3 separate regions of the Sus scrofa genome follow, and regions 1 and 3 are each linked to region 2. The links are chromatin contacts, called in public HiChIP or PLAC-seq and promoter capture Hi-C maps. All regions are on one chromosome and are shown on one strand. The core of a region is the stretch at or near the end of the contact, and the rest is flanking DNA. Distances in the headings are between cores, read along the strand shown.

Region 1 (2,700 bases), core at 1-2,500, 720 kb after region 2:
GAGAAAGTTCTCAATAGCTTCTGTATCACAAAAGCACCAAATGTAAGACTTTAGGGCACTGCATTTAAGAGTTACAGTCATATCAAACTTTTTTTTCTATTCTCTAGATGTCCGTGAGCAGAAACAACTAACTGCCTTCCCATCAGATTTACTCCTTCTGAATAGCACGGTTTTGAAGCTGATAAAATTATAATACAAATTTCTATTTGCTCTATTTTTACAGTCCTTTTCTTTCCAGCTCAAAATTGCTCCTTTGATGGCTTACTTGAGTCATCCATTGTTCCTTAATGGAGATTTGCTCAATTGTATTTCTCCCAGCCTAAGCCCAATTTTAGAACACAGATGAAATAATTTTAGAACGAATCCTTCAAAGCCCTTCAGGAACTTTCACACTCCTCAAATGAAAAATTACTGATAAAATCAAACTTTTCATAGTGTCTAATATATATACCATGCAATTTCTGTACTTCAAGACTTTGCTCATGTGTCCCTTCCCTCCCCACCACAGCAGTTATAAAATCCTTTCTACACTGAATGTGTTTTGACTTTCAATTAGCCTATGTTTTTTACACAGCCCAGCAAGTAAATTGGGATTGTTTCTGATATTACTGTAAAAGCCCTTGAAGACTTCCTAAATAAAATTCAAGTATTTGGAAGACATAAGCCTTTTAACAATGCTCCATACTCCTTAGAGCTAAACGAGGTAAATACAGCAAGTGCTTAATAATTACTTATGGACTTTCATATACAACCATTCCAGCCAAGAATATGTTTTAATAGGCAGTCTCTAGAAAGGAAAGAACTGAAACGCCTAAGAGTGTTTGGATTTCAGGCATTGTTCTAAGCCGTTTAGGGGATTTTTTTTTCCTGCCACTGGTCTAAATTAGCACCACTTGCCCTGACGTAACCCAAAAATATCGCACTACAAACCGCTCGGTCTCATCAAGTGAGAAAATCAGGTGCTATTAGCAGGATTTCTATTTCGATTTAACTCTAATTCTTAGCTTTCAACAATCTGAACACACTGTCCTTCTCTAACTCCTCGGTTTCTTCTTCATCACTTTGCCATTTTCCTCGGCTTCAAACGAACCTAATCAGCGAAACCTTTAATTCGGGTCTTCCGCGGACCTCAGAGTCTTAACCGCAAAGTCCAGAGAGCCATTTCCCGCCAGAAGTGGCGTCCAAATACCGCGAGACTAAGGTCGACAGGGAGTTTATGAGCATGCGCAGTAACAGACTCCACGGACTTTGGCTCCCTGACGTCCTCCACAATCCCACAATCCTCTAGTCGTACATTTCCTGTTTTTCTAGCTCAGCCGTAAGTGGTGTTTCTATCAGTACGCAGCAGTGTCCAGTGGCCTCTGGTGCGGAGGATTTTCTGTTCGTTGACGTTGTACCTGTTCACAGTTTGGAATCAGTCAAGTTTTGGAATCACCGCCGCTGCCATCAAAATGTCGGTCCCAAGCGCACTCATGAAACAACCGCCTATTCAGTCTACGGCTGGGGCCGTCCCGGTTCGCAATGAGAAAGGTACTGTGTTGAGCTGTTTTCCAGTCGGATCTTACTTGTTTCCCTAGCATATTCCAAACCGACCCCGGGCCCACCACCTCAGCCCCAGCGATCCTTAAGACCTTGCCCCCTATTTCTTTCGCCATCAAACTCGCATCCAATCGCGTTGCCTAGAAGGGAAAAAAACACCCACACTATTTCCACCTCATCTTGTTCCTAGAGCCTGTCGGTTCACTCCTACAGCAAGCATCCTCTTCCCTTGGCCTCCACCAATAAACTAGAGTAATAAATAAAGTGAACGCTTGCTGTTTGGAAGGCGTTGTGCGGGATACAATCCCAGTTTTGTTATCCATAATCTGTTTATGCTTTTATAACTCTTACTGTAATTATGTGTCCATCTCTCTCTACTGCATCATAAACTCATAGATTCCTCAAGGCAGGAACCCTCTCTTATTAAACTTTTTAATCCCTTTCAACCAACGCAGTGACTGTATTTGTTAAATTTAATACAGAGACAGTACCCCTAACCTTAAGGAACTCATAGTAGACGTGATTCATGCAAAAAGAGACCTATTCTAAGCAAGTGTGCAGTCTTTCGCACCCCTAATACTGTTACATAGGTGATGTAAACCAAGCGCTTTGAATAATCTCTTCAGACTGGGGTACTCAAGTTGATCTTTAAAGGATAGGTTTGATTCCAGTGAGTGCAGATGGATGAAGCAACACTGTACCTGTTTAGGGAGTCAGACTGAAAAGTCAAGAGTTTTTTCAGTAAGATATTTGGAAAATAATATCACTTCTTTCCTGTTTTTTAAATATAAGGTACTTATCCTTGTGTAACCTGCCTTTTTTTTTTTTTTTCCTTAAACTCTGTGGTTTTTTGATAAGTGCCTTTGGATACATGGAGATCTTATTAATTTAACTGCTTATGAGGTCTATTATATGGAGTTTGTTCCCTGCTGAGGGACAATTAGCTGTTTTGTTACTTTTTTTCCTCTTACACACAGCGCTGCAGTTATCATTCTTTAGTGCACTGCCTTAAGAATTTTAGGGTAGACTCCTAGAAGTTCTTCATCAATTAACTACCTATTGCCATTTGCTCTCCACAGTGGATTGTAAGAGCATTGAAAGTTTTTATTTCCTGTTATATTACCCACAATCTTGGTTGTATGAGATTTTTTTTATTTGCCC
Region 2 (2,776 bases), core at 264-2,763:
TGAAGCTCATAGTGATTATCTAGCTTAAATTTTTTTCAACACAAGCAGAAGGACTTGTAGGGTTGTCAAAGTGAGCTGAAGGGTAAACATTCACCAAATGAATCAAAACCATAAAAAAAATTTCCAAATCATACAAAACTTGATTTTCACAAAAATGAAGTATTTGAGAACTTAGTTAATAAGTCTTAACATTCCACCCTTGAGACTCTGTAGATACTTGAAAACAAAAACAAAAACAAAAACAAAACGCAGTAGTCATAATGTCATCTGAAGTCTTATGATGAGCCCCCAGGAGTTTTCATAAACAAACAGCGAGAGTAAGTTGGGTTCAAATCTATAAGGCATAGGAAAAACACACAAAAAATCACTGTCTCCCTCGTCTTCTCCAACCTTCAAATCTTCATTATTTCCTTATGCTTTCGTGTGTAGGTTATTAAAAACTCACTCTGTAAACCTCTCCATTTTTCAGGTCGCTGTGTGGACTACCCAGGTTTCTGACCACTAACTGCTAGCTATCTCAATACTCAGTTCACCCTTTTACCATAGGGTGGGAGAAAGGAAGCTAAAAATTCTTTCATTTGCGTGGGGGGAAAAAAAGGTGGCTGAAATTAAATCATAATATTTCACTCCTCTAACAGCTCGAACAAACTCTTCAAATGAAGCTTGGGATGTAAATGAGTTACTGGCCTGGGGAAACCTGAGCTCGAAAAAGCAATGGGGTGCAAGACTTTCCATATGGGATAAGCCAGAGGCTCCATCCTCAACTTCCCAGTCTCACCACTGAAGAGCAGCTCCGGACCGCGAAGTTTGCACGTGGGCCGGTCCAGCCTCTGCTGTCACCTCCCGTCGCCAGTTGGCGAGTGGGATCCAGGCCGGAGTGCGGTCCTTCAAAGGGATGGGGCTGGCGTCCTCGCCAAGGAAATCCGAGAGACCACGCTATCGGCCTCCGGCCCCCAGGGCCGGCGAGCGAGGGGAACAGGGCACCACCAGGCCCTACGCTTGCGCCTAGACCCACAGCCCGCAGGCCGGGGCGGCGCCTCTGGGCCCAGAGTCCGTCCGACCGACCGCCCCTCGGCGAGCACCCCGGCCCGCGACGGCGCCAGCTCGCTCCCGCGCTGGCCGGAGCCCCGACCCGCACCCACCTTGACGTCCTCGTCCTCGTCCTCGCCTTCCCAGCGGTCCCCGCCGGCGGTGCCGCCGCCCCCCACCTTCCGCACTGGGTCATCCACGGAGAACGTGTCTGCGTCTACGGAAGAGAGCGAGCTGTGTTAAAGCTTGCTTGGGCGTGGGGCTGGCGCCAGCCCCGGCCTACCCCCGGAACTTCTCCTCACCCCAAGAATCGGAGTCCCCCGCCGCTGCTGCCGCCGCCGCCGCCGCCATCTCGCGCCGGGTATGAGCGTGTGTGAGGCGACAGCGAGCGAGGAGTTAGCGCGGCAGTGAGTCACTGGATCTGCTCTCGTTTGCCGGCGCGGGGCAGGCTGGGACTGTGGCTGACTTAACGCCGGGGCCCAGGCTCCTCCCCCTCTGGCGGCGGCGGCGGCGGCGATGCTCTCGCGGGCGGGAAGGGGGCGTGGAACGCGGTGGGCGAGGCGGAGCGTCCAGTACCCCACGCACCCAGCAGGGTGGTCCTGTCTGCTAGTGGGGTGGGGAGAGAGGAAGAGGCTAGGAGGCAGCCACCCTACGCCCTGGGGAGAAAAATGTAAGTGCGGCGAAGTTAGCAGGGCAGTCCTTTTCCCGGTGCTTGGCTCTCTCCTGCCCTTGCCATCCTAACCCATACCCGCCCGGACCGGTCGGGTGCGCCCTCCTTCTGTTCACATGGATCGCCACCCTTGGCCTCTGGCTGGTCCCAAGGAAACCCGCAGCCTCTCCACGCGGCACTCAGAAGTGGGCTCTGAACGCCGAGCCCGCCTGTGGCGGCAGTCGCCTGGCTCCCCGACCCCAGGAGGGTGCGGTCGCTGGCGGAACGAGGCGGGATCCCTCTGGAAGCCGGTGGTGCATGGGGCGGCCAGGAAGAAGCGAATAGAGAGGGCCAAGCTCCTGGCAGTCTTCCCAGTCAGGGTGTTCAGTCAGCTCCTGGCACGTTTGCCTCCAGGTAGTCACGAAGATATGGAAGGGAGTCCCCATGTTCAAGAATTTTTCCTTCCTGTGAGCCCCCTGAAGTCAATACATTATTCATTCTTTTCGCAGAATAATTTCGGAACTCGATCTGCGCTAAGCGTAAGCTCTAGCCTTGTCCTCGCTCACTCAAGTATAGACATATAAACAAATTTCGACACAGTGAGATGACTGCAACAAAAAGGCATTGTGAGGTTTAGTGTAAAAGGATAGCATTAACCGCAGAGAAGAGAGGTAGGATATATGAAAGGCTACCTGAGGGTAAGTGAGGCCGATAAAGAGTTTTAAAGACCAACCAAGTGAAATGTGTTCAGTGCCTTTTATGCTTGTGGTCCCTGTTCTGACTGAATGGCGCAATCAGAGATAAGCTGAAAAGATAAATTTATAATACTAAAGGGTTTAAGATGAGCTAAGCTGCACCTAGCTTGGGCCACTGAGCTCCACTTCAGGATTTTAAAAGGTGAGCTGTTAAACATATTTTTGTTTTTGTTGTTTTCTTAATTTCTTAGTTTTGAATATGTAACATACGTACTTGGTACAACATTCATTCAAATGGGTATATAGGATGATCAGCCATTATGTTCTTTCTGGTGGCAACCAGTGTTCCCCATTTCTTATGTATCTTTTTCAGTGAGTCTACAAATAGACCACATTTTATAAA
Region 3 (2,700 bases), core at 143-2,642, 750 kb after region 2:
TGGGAGGTACCAGAGGGCAAAAAGGACAAGATGCAGGGGGATGAAGGGCACAAAGGATAAGATGGAAGTGGATGGGACAAAATTCAGCGTGTGGCTGCTATATTCCCACCCTAGGAGAACAAGAGGAAGAGAGCTGAGGCTCAAAAGGCAATCAGTCTCTATCTGGCTTTTGCCCAAGGGGTCAGAAGTCTGGCCACACAGGCCCAAGGCTATTCTGTGCCAAGTACCACACCCAGCAACACCAGTGAGAAAGGTTGGGAGAAGGGAGGACAAATGAACTGCAAGGAGGGCCAAAAGGACTGGGCTGTCATAACCACTACTGCATTTGAAATGTGAAGTTCCCTGCCCTTGCCCTTAAGGTCAGACCCGGGGGGCACTCACAAATCAGACCGAGAGTAAGCACCAGCCCCAGTCCGTTCCTATATGGCTGTGAGCTAACAATTTAGAAGGTGAGAGGAATAAAACCCTAGAGCAAACAATGCACTCTGCCCCTCACGACTAGTCCAGATGGTAAGCCCTGAGGTAGTTCTCTTTGCTGGTACAACCCTTGGTCTAACCCAGGTCTCACCCCACCCTCCCCTCCCCTCCCTGGGGCTACCTCTGCTTGCGGGCGGCAGCAGAAAGCCCGTCATCTCGGCGCTTTCCCTTAACCGAGTCGCTCTGCTTTTTCATATTCTTCTGGCGGGCGAGCTCGCGCTGGTTACCGCCTAAAGAAAAAAGGTAAAAGGTGAGACGCGAGAGCCTTTCTGGCCACACACCGACAACCCTGTTCCCTGACCCGGGACACCAGTAGGGTCCAATACTTCATTCCCCAGGCGTCGACACGGGACCGTTTTTCAGGGCCTAGACTGCAGATTGGGCGGGGAGGGGGGGTGCGGAAGCTGCCACGGGGCAGGTCAAACTGGGAAATCGAGGGACGACAGTCCCGAGAAGCCTGCTAGAGACAAGTTTCGAATTTCGTTGCAGCATGGGGGCCCAGACAGGTGGTGGTGGTGGTGGGTGTACGTGGTATGGATCTCTGTGGGGGATGGGCAGAGATCTGGAGTAGAGGAGCTCGGGGTCCACCACAGGGGCACAGGGCTTCTCCCCACACCACGGAAGGTCTGGGAAGGGTTTTGCCTGAAGGGGCGGTGGGGGTAAGGTTCTCAAAAAGTGGCGGTGGGCGAAGGGTCGATTTCCGGGCTGCTAGGGTGAGGGTCGCTATAGACCTCTCCCAGAGAAGGGTCTCGCTGGCGAAGCCAAAAGGAGGTCAGTGCCGAGATTTGGCAGTCTTGTGCAGGGTGAAGAGGAGAAAGGGGCAAGAGAAGGGGGATTCGGTGCTCACGGGTCATGGCGACGGCAGCGGCTCCGGCCTGCCTCCGTTGCGTCCCCTCGCTCAGAACGACGTTGGAAGCCCCGCCCCTTTCTCGCAGCGTAAAGAAGTCGTCTTTTCCTCCCCGCCCCTTCGCTCCCGGACTCCGACTCCCATTGGACAGGAGTAAACACGTGGGGCCACGGGCCACGCTTGAGCCCGGACGGCTGAGAGGCGGAGGTTCGTAGGCAGAGCGCACGGCGTGGGGCGGGGCTTCCCGAGCAAGTCGTTGGGTCGGGTGGGGAGAAAGTAGGCCGGGTCACGTGGGCAGGGTGGGGGTGGAGGGGTGCGGCTGGCGATGTGGCGCTCCCGCGGGCTTGAGCACGTGACCTGGCAGAGTGACCTCATGCGGGGAAGGTTTGGGAGACAAACTCGCCCATAGGAAACCTTGGAGGGACGGAGGGCGGGGCATCTCGGCGGCGGAAATGGTCCCCCAGGTTCTTTTCGCAAGACTCTGGGGCTAAACTCTGTGGTTAGGATTCCCCACCGCTACCGAGCCACTCATGAGGACACCTGAATTCACGTACGCTGTAAAATCACGTACAGACGCAACTTCAGAAACTCCCTTCCAACCCCATTGTTCCCCCATCCAAACTCCTCCAATATGGAAATAAGCAACCACATCCTGTAGGTCCTAAAATTTGATCCTACTCTTATCGCCACGGAAGCTTTAAATATGTTGCTTGCAAGTATTGAAGGACTCCAAAGTCACAGACTGAGAGATTGGGAAATGCACATGCTATGTCCATTTCTCCCTCTAGCTTTCTCTACTACTATCTCCACCAGCCATACCTGGCTTGTAATTGGTAGTTGAATAGGGCGGGAAGATTAGACTTCCCGCTGAATTCTCATTCCCAGCACTGCTAATCTGTCTACGACTCCCTACCTATCCTGGGGAATTCACTGGATAAAGGAGAAATGCTTAGGAAATCTCACAGGAAGGGATTGGTTGTGATTTTCTCTAGCTAATGCCCATAGCAGAACTGACTTGAGGCTAGAACTTCAAACTTGCTTCTGTCTCAACGTAGCGCTAATGGGCATGCAATAAACCACATTCAGGAAATTCTCATGATTTTTGCCATATCCAAGTAATCACTACTACTTCTTGTTAAAATTTTTCGGAAGCCCCCTAGTGGCACAGTAGTTCAAGGATCTGCCTTGGAGCTGCTGTGGCACAGGCAGGTTAGATCCCTGGCCAAGAAACTTCCACATGCCTGGGGCGTGGCCAAAAAAAAAAAAAATTATATCAGTTTTAAGTGAAGAATACAGCCCAAACTTAATATTCCTTTAGTAAATTTAAAATCAGTTACTGCTTGCCCACAAACATGAAGTAACTATAAAAATAAATA

What was found. Promoter capture Hi-C pulls out the DNA fragments that hold promoters and counts their contacts. HiChIP or PLAC-seq counts read pairs in DNA pulled down with a chosen protein or histone mark.
Region 1: an H3K27ac HiChIP or PLAC-seq map of alveolar macrophages shows a contact between it and region 2. The contact joins the promoter of MFAP1 here to the promoter of EIF3J in region 2. A contact is called at or near these places in 1 of 5 promoter capture datasets (fetal liver), 1 of 47 Hi-C or Micro-C datasets (brain) and 2 of 2 datasets of contacts at active chromatin or transcription factors (alveolar macrophages and skeletal muscle).
Region 3: a promoter capture Hi-C map of liver shows a contact between it and region 2, with 4 times the contacts expected there. The contact joins the promoter of SERF2 here to the promoter of EIF3J in region 2. A contact is called at or near these places in 2 of 5 promoter capture datasets (fetal liver and liver), 3 of 47 Hi-C or Micro-C datasets (brain and skeletal muscle) and 1 of 2 datasets of contacts at active chromatin or transcription factors (skeletal muscle).

The regions. Positions count from the first base shown.
Region 1 is chr1:127,740,157-127,742,856 of Sscrofa11.1, forward strand. MFAP1 (microfibrillar-associated protein 1) reads left to right here and starts at 1,251. Exons shown (of 9, transcript XM_001928118.5): 1 at 1,251-1,530. The coding sequence starts at 1,452. It overlaps WDR76 (WD repeat-containing protein 76), which reads right to left and starts at 1,193. Exons shown (of 15, transcript XM_021096581.1): 1 at 1,091-1,193.
Region 2 is chr1:127,017,751-127,020,526 of Sscrofa11.1, forward strand. EIF3J (eukaryotic translation initiation factor 3 subunit J) reads right to left here and starts at 1,514. Exons shown (of 8, transcript XM_003121533.6): 1 at 1,332-1,514; 2 at 1,143-1,246. The coding sequence starts at 1,380.
Region 3 is chr1:127,766,126-127,768,825 of Sscrofa11.1, forward strand. SERF2 (small EDRK-rich factor 2) reads right to left here and starts at 1,393. Exons shown (of 3, transcript NM_001190206.1): 1 at 1,325-1,393; 2 at 599-707. The coding sequence starts at 1,331.